Regions from separate parts of the Gossypium hirsutum genome. Here region 2 is linked to region 1. The links are chromatin contacts, called in public Hi-C maps. All regions are on one chromosome and are shown on one strand. Each heading gives the region's core, a stretch centred on a gene start, on an enhancer-like site or on the middle of the called end of the contact. The rest is flanking DNA. Distances are from core to core; before and after follow the strand shown. Region 1 holds the start of LOC121212254. Region 2 holds the start of LOC107925439 (5'-deoxynucleotidase HDDC2).

Region 1 (4,162 bases), core at 1,115-3,614:
TACGTTTCGGTTTTTCATCTTTAAAAAGTTATAAATTAGTCACTGAATTATTGAAAGTTTTCATTGAAGCCACTGGGATATTAAAGTCGTTGTTATTTACATTTGATAGCTCAGTGACTTAAAATGAAAACTATTGAATAGTTTAGTGATCATTTTGTAACTTTTTGAAGATGAATGACCAAGATGTAAATTTTCTAATAATTTAATGACCTTAATTGTAATTTACCCTAAATTTATTCGGTGTGAAAACACTTTCACTTCGTTAGTTCGTTTCTTGTTCAGCCCAGGCCTAACTTCAGACCAAACAATGTTGAGTGGGCATTTTAAATTATTATTTGGGCCTCTCTTTTGGGCCTCTGTTAATTTTCAAGGTCCAATAATTCGAGTTCAATTTGTTTTTCATTTATATTTATACCAAGTTAAGATATTAATTCAATAAAAATATTATCTAAATATTTTTAATTAAAAAGATAAAAACTATTTTTATTTTAATAAAATTTAAAAAATAACTAATATATACATTCACGTCAAAGCTACTTATTATGATTTATGTAACTTAATCAATTCTTATTATTCTTTTTTAAATATTATAATTCTCAAAATGTAGATTTTATATATGACATATTATTTTTAAAATGCTACTCAAATGATGGGTGTGACAAATTCTAATATATTTTTATATATACATATTATATAAAAGATTTTTTATTTTAAAAAATCATAAAAAAGGAAAATAATATTGAAAATTAAATAAAAATAATTATTTTAGGGAAAAAAATAATTATAGATAAGATCCGAATAGTTTACTTATAATTTAGATGAATCAAAATCATTCTTAATTTTTAAACCTTATGTGATGGCATGATGATTAAGTGTATTCATTGTTCTCATGGGTTCGAGTTGCGTTTATTATTTGTGTTTTGCCTTATTATTGTAATTTCAACGAAACACAATTTTCATTCTATATTAAACTTATTATATCAAATATAAATCTTATTTATATTAAATAAAATACTAAATTAGTCAAATATGTAAAAAAGAAAACATTAATTGATAAAATAAGTCAACTTTTTAAAAATTTAGTGAAATAGACGAACTTTCTTACTCACATTTAACCTAAATAAAAAGCTTAATTTAGAAATTAATCCCTCTCAATTTGTTAATTAAGCTGCAATGAAACCTTCCCCCCATTTCTATTTCATTGCCATTCCTATTACAAAAATGAATGGCTATGAACACCCATTTAAGTCCCCATAAATCTTTGAAATTGTTTGAAAATTTAGCTTTGGCTTTAAAGACTAAAACTTTCAACTTCTTCACCGACGACAATAATCGCAACAACAACTCTTCCTTCAATTTCGTTAAAGAATTCATCATCGACCCAAAAATTATCATCATTAAGTCAAATCCGTTGTCAAATTATTCTTCTTCTCCTCGATGAACGACAATTTCCACTTGGAACCATCGATACCCAACCTTGAATATCGAGACGGATTCACCTAAGTTTCAAACCTTCAAATATTTTTGAAGTTTTCTGCAACTTGAAAAGAGGTGTGAACGAGAGATTGAGAGGGAGGAGAGGTTACTACATTATTAGATTAAATTATTTTAATTTAATTCTAATGTTAATTACTGATGAATTATGTTATGAAAATATCAAAGGCAGATACATGGCATCATCTCAATGTCTAGATTGATTTTTTAAATGGTGGTTTATTTTTGGATTAAAAACCATAACGTTTTAATACTTAATTGAAAAAAAAAAATTAGGTACTAAAGTGAGAAAAAGACATACTTCAAGGGCCAATTTATAAATTAAGCCTAAATAAAATCCAAATACTCACCATTATATTTATTACTACTTTCTATAAAACGACCTCATCACCATATAAATAAAAGGACGACCATATGACCGTAATGACTCTTTTTCTGCAATGCTACGCAAAAGCTTTGCCATTTTTTTTTCATTTCTTTTTTTTTTGGGTTTATTTAAATTCCATGCTTCTGGTTCAAAAAAAATTAGAAATTAATCCCTTTATTTTAATTTATTAATGATAGTTATACTTTACAAAAAATAAAAAGTTAGTACAATTATTAGTAGATATATGAACTTTAATTATTGATTTTTACTAATTAGCTGCATTTAAATTATTAAATTATTAATTTTTACTAATTCCTCATAAATAAATTATCGAGTTGATATTTTCAGATCATCAATTTAATAATAAGGTTTAATTGAACTAAATTCAACTTTTTTAAAGTATTAGATAGATTAAATTCTCAATTTTGTAAAGTAGAGGGATGAAATTTAGAATTAAATTTTTTATTTAATTCCCCTGTTTGCCTACTACTTTCACTCCCACTCTATTTTGCCAAGTTCTAAAGACAGAACCTCAAATGACAATAATACCCATGTAGAAATATTCTTATCCCATCCAAATCAAAGGAAACCCCTCTTTGATTTATCTTAAAGAACTGTCCTTTTTCGTCCATCGAAAAAATAGACCTGCCATTTTTCTCTGCTATTTTCCATTATTACCAAACAAAGAGTTTCTTCCATTAAAAAAAGAAAAAAGAAAAAAGAAAAAAAAAAGGAAAAAGGAAACTGAATTCTTCGACGGAGAGAAGGGTTAGGCGTTATGGATGGCAATACTACGGAGGCCGAGCGGTGGTTGACGATTGCGGAGAAGCTCTTGGCGGCGCGTGATTTGCACGGGACCAGAACCTTCGCGATCCGAGCTCGTGAATCGGCCCCTATCCTCGCCGACCAAATCCTAGCCGTGACGGACACTCTCATAACGGCTCAATCTAACCCTCAAGACTGGTACGGGATCCTCCAACTCGTGCCGTTAACTCAGTCCATGGAAGTTGTGGCGAGTCAGTATAGGAAACTCGCCCTTCTTTTGAATCCTGGGAGGAACAGGCTCTCTTTCGCAGATCAGGCGTTTCGATTTGTTTCCGAAGCGTGGAATGTGTTGTCGAACCCTTCTAAGAAGGCCGTTTACGATAACGAGTTGAGGCTCCTTCAATTTGGTCAGGTGAGTCAACTCGGTCAGCAGCAACAACAACAACCACAGATGCAGCAACAGCAGCTGCAACCGCAACCGCAGCCGCTTTTCATGCAACCGCAGCCGCCGCCCCCGCCGAAAGAAACGCAAACGCTGTTCATGCAATCGCCGCCACAGAAAGAAACGCAGGCGCAAGTTACGCAACCGTTATTCATGAGAAGGAGCCCTAGAAATACTGATAAAGATGGGAATGCCGCTTTAGAAGGAGAGGAGCAGTTGGGATTAAAGAATAAATCGCCGGAGCAAAATCGGCCGGCTGAGCCAACATGGAGGAAGCAAATGAGTCAGATCAGTTTAGCTGGGTCGAGTCAGGTGAATCGGACAGGATCGGTTGGTTCGAGTCAGATTAGTCAGGCGAGTGAGGTTAATCGGCCTGAGCCGATTCGGATGAGCCAGATTAATCAAATAGGAACCGATATCTCGAGTCAGTTTAATAGGGATGAGCCAACTCGGACGGGTCAAATTAACCAGACAACAACTCCTCCTCATAGGGGGAATAGTCAGACAGAGCCAACTAGTGTGACTCGGCCTAGTGAAGCCGCTGAGTCAGAGGAGCTGACTTTCTGGACGGCTTGTCCGTACTGTTACATTCTCTATGAATACCCGAAGTTGTACGAGGATTGCACACTGAGGTGTCAGGCTAAGAACTGCAGGAGAGCTTTTCATGCGGTTGTGATACCGCCGCCACCCGTGAATGGAAAGGATTCGCGTTTCAGCTGCTGGGGGTTTTTCCCATTAGGATTTTCGAGGGGCGATCAATTTCCCAGTTGGTCACCCATTTCGACCATGTATGCTTGCCCTAATAACAAGAATACTGGGAAAAAAAGTACTGCCAAAAAGCCTGCTCCAAGAGTGTATTATGATGATGATGACGCATATGTAGATATTTCTGACTCGATTGGGACTTCAGAGGATGACGACGACGATGATGATTGGCAGAATGAGAAGAGGAAGAAGGCAAAAAATGTCAAAGGGAAAGGATCTGTGGGGAAAACTGCTAAGAAACCACAGAGTGAGAGAGTGAAGAAGGCGGGTAATGAGGCAGCTAATGTTGATGGTAGTGGGAATTTGAGTGGTGCGTCCACTGTGCCAGA
Region 2 (3,758 bases), core at 1,007-3,506, 150 kb after region 1:
ACAAGATGGAACCTGTAAAGATATGGTCAGCCGGCCTTAACAGCCGAAAGAACTGCATCCTAAATGCATCTTATAAATATAGCATATAAAATTGTCTCAAATACAAGTTCTAAGAGAGAGATTCATTGTAGTGGAATATCCATTTAACACCTATCAACTAACAATCTATGACATTTGATATTTAATGGAAAATCATCTTTCAGGTGAAAAATATCTCTGCTGGTGTGTGTGTGTGTGTGAGCATGCATACACAAATGAATGCCATCATGTAGCATACCTTGTCAAAATCTTTCACAAGGTTAGCCTCCAGAGAAGCATTGTTTTCATATTCTACCCACAGTTCTTGGATCTCCTCAGCTGCAACTAACAAAATACCAAAATAAGACAAGCAGATGCAATAAACAAATAATTTAGCAACCCAAGATTTCCAAAAATAAAATTGGCTAGGAAGCACCTCTCATTCCTCCACCCAGAATTTTGCACATTTCAGTTAACGCTGCTTGCTCACGTCTGCTTTTTTCTTCTTTAGGAACACCACATGATGGTGTTATATCTCCAACAATAGCTGTAAAAATTGAAAACCTCAACCTAAGACTCAAACCATAAGTGCATCTTGTGTGTTTCTGTGCAAGCCAGATGTACATTGAAATATAGCATCAGATATGTGGTAGCTCAATATGCAACCTCCCCCACCAAACCCCACCCCCCTCCCAAAAAAAAAAAAAATTCAACCCATCACATAAAAATGCATGCAAGAAAAATCAAGATGGTTCTAAAAGTTCAACATTGTCAATTATCTTAGATTACCACAGTAGAACATCTATTGTACCTAATTAATAGGTTTACCTTTTCCCTCTTTTGAGGAAAACAACTTTTGTACCATTACTGATTTTAACATCATAAGTACTCGTATAGCATGGCTATTGCAAATTTGACGTACACTAATGATAATGATAGAAGATGCAGACATGGGACAGTACCTTCTGCAATATCATGGACAATTGCAATCTTAATACACCTGCAAAAGTTGAATGGATAAAAGACATAAAGCTTCCCTAATAACATCCAACAAAAGCATAAAGCAAAAAAAAAAAAAAAAGTTTGAAAAAAAAGAAAAGGCAAGAATAAAAAATCACATAAACTCATCTCCAACTTCTATTATAAGCTAAATCCGCTCAAAGAAAATAATACAAAAGAAATAGCTCATCCTCCTAACATTTCCATCAATTACCATGAAAGAAAAAGAAAATACATAAATCAGATTGACAAACTTGGAAGTTGATAATTTAATGAAGAACATGAGCCCTGACATATATCATATGATATGATGAGAGTGAACCTTTCTCTATTCACACCAGGAAGGTCGCCAGCGATCAAAGCCATCAACGCCATGCGGTACATATGGTCAGCAATTGATTCAGGACCCTTTATCCCGTGATTGATCCAACCCTTCCTTTTTGTGGTCTACAGGATTAACAAAGTCATCAGTAACTATAGTCTTTTCTTCCCTGAATGATTCAAATTGAAGACAGAGAGATACAAAGGTGGGGCTCAAGCAAAGATAACACCGCTCTACAAATATTTACCACGTAAAACCCAAGCTTAAATTTCTATTTGTAGCTCTTCGACCATGTTTGTTTACTCTTACTTGGTATCTAAACAGCTAATAGAGCTATTAAACTATACTCAATCGAAACAGAGCGAGAAGGAAATAGAACGAAGGGCAAAAGTTTATGTTTTCATTTATACCTTGAGACTGTGACACAATGTGAGAAAATCAATGGCGGAGGCCGACGTCGAATCGGCTGATCTCCCGGAGGAAGGTTTCTTGGATTTGGCAGAGACGATGATCCTCAGGGTGGGAGCGGGGGAGAAGTAAACGGGTCGAAAGGAGGAGGAGGAGAAGAAAGGGCAGCGCATGAAAGCGAGCGGCGGCTGTGGCGGCGGAGAGCGGCGAAGGGCGAAACGATGTAAGGGAGGTGCGCAGTGGGGAGAAGCAGAGAAAGCCATAATGGAAGGCGGAGGAAGGGGAGGGCGTACGCCGGAGATTTTAAAGGTTTGGTTTAATGGCTTTGCATGATGGAGGGGGTCCGAGAAACGAGGTCCGATTTGGTTGGGCTACCGATTAACTTTTGGTCTTAAATGCGAAAAATCAGGCTTTCTTCCTTTCTGAGTCTACTACGTTAAACGGATCCCATATTGCGACCCTTTTAAAAGGAACAAATAAAGGCCGTAGAAACCAACTCCTTTATTATGTTTTTCACTTTTTTTTCTAAAATTGAATTTATTTAAAACAGCTAGAGCTTTGGTGTAACTCAAAATGTTTACGGTGCAATTCATGGTTATTTAAGTTTTTTTATTTGAAATATAGGTTTCAAATTTTAGCTAAATTCATTTATATTTGTTTATAATCCCTTGGTTCAAGGGTAAAAATATTACATTGTAAGCATAAGAATTTGAATTCAATCTCAAGTAACTCTATTTCTTTATAAGTTAACTTGCTTCTCTAAATATCTAGAATGTGATTTATAAATATTAAAATTTACAAATAATCCTTAGTACTTGTTTAAAAAGCTTTTAGAATTGATGTTTTATATATCATAATATTAACTGTTGTGACTTTGATTGCTGCATGTTCAACAACAGATGGAACGATAGCTTTGGTGCAATCAAAGTCATTGGCTAAGGTATGGATCTACTTTGTTCGATATAGCTTCATGCCTATCTCACATAGTTCTACCATATCGATGGAACGAATGTTTTTGTTATATGCAATTATGACAGAAAAGTCTATCAATGTTGGAAAAATTATTCTTAAGGAGATCCACGATTGTGCTAGAAAAAAGGCAGGAAGTGTCTACTTTCCATCATTGATTACTTCACTTTGCTTAAGGGCCTAAGTTAAATCAAAAGCAAACTTGAAGGGCCAGTATGTTCAAGGTTGCATCACAAGGCATGATCTTGAAAGGTTAGTAGAGAATATCCATGAGTTAAACCCAATTGAATTGAGTGAACCAACTGAACCAAAAACTAATGAGTCATCAAATAAATCTTAACCGGAAGCTAACTCAGTTGATAAGACAAAAGGAGCAAAATCTGAAGAAGAACTGAACAATCCTGAATCAATAAAAGAACTAAACAACTCTAAACCAAGTGTGGAGCTGAATTCTGATGAGCCAGTTGAACCAAGTATTGATCCTGAATTGACTATTCCTATGCCTGCTTCTTCAAATGCTATGAAGAAATCAGAATTTTCAGTTATGATAAGCAGTCTTTATGACTCACTTCTCTTTTCTTACAACCCCACATGTGTTCAGTTTTCATTCATTACTTTGTTTTCGCAATGAGGATATTGTTTCTGTTTAAAGAGGAGGTAAGACAATATTTGCAAGAATTTTTAATATTTTCAAGTATGTTTTATTCTTTTCACATGAGTTTGCTGAAATAAATGAATGTTCAGAGGAAATTTCTGTTCATAAGTTAGTTCAAATGCAAGCATGATTTTTGATTTTATATAAGTTATTTTTATGTTATCTTGAGTTATGGAATGCTTGCATGTTCTCTAGTCTTATGTAGTACTTGCTATGAAATTTTAATTTCCTTGGAAATAGACATGCATGAAGGCTTAGTCTTTAAAATTAACTCAGTAACTTTCTCGAGGCGAAATCTTAGGAGGCATAAGAATCTAAATATGATTATCAAGTTTATTGTGTTAATGGGATCTACAAGGAACTAATCCTTTTGTGGGGGATTAACAA

Evidence for each region. Hi-C and Micro-C count contacts between places; a contact is called where the count stands out from the background.
Region 2: a contact with region 1 is called in a Hi-C map of leaf, with 2.2 times the contacts expected there. The contact joins the promoter of LOC107925439 here to the promoter of LOC121212254 in region 1. A contact is called at or near these places in 10 of 34 Hi-C or Micro-C datasets (callus, fibers, leaf and 1 more).

The regions. Positions count from the first base shown.
Region 1 is chrA13:7,193,935-7,198,096 of Gossypium_hirsutum_v2.1, forward strand. LOC121212254 reads left to right here and starts at 2,365. Exons shown (of 1, transcript XM_041084666.1): 1 at 2,365-4,162. The coding sequence starts at 2,640.
Region 2 is chrA13:7,348,533-7,352,290 of Gossypium_hirsutum_v2.1, forward strand. It overlaps LOC107925439 (5'-deoxynucleotidase HDDC2), which reads right to left and starts at 2,257. Exons shown (of 8, transcript XM_016856127.2): 1 at 1,750-2,257; 2 at 1,340-1,464; 3 at 981-1,018; 4 at 455-565; 5 at 278-357. The coding sequence starts at 2,010.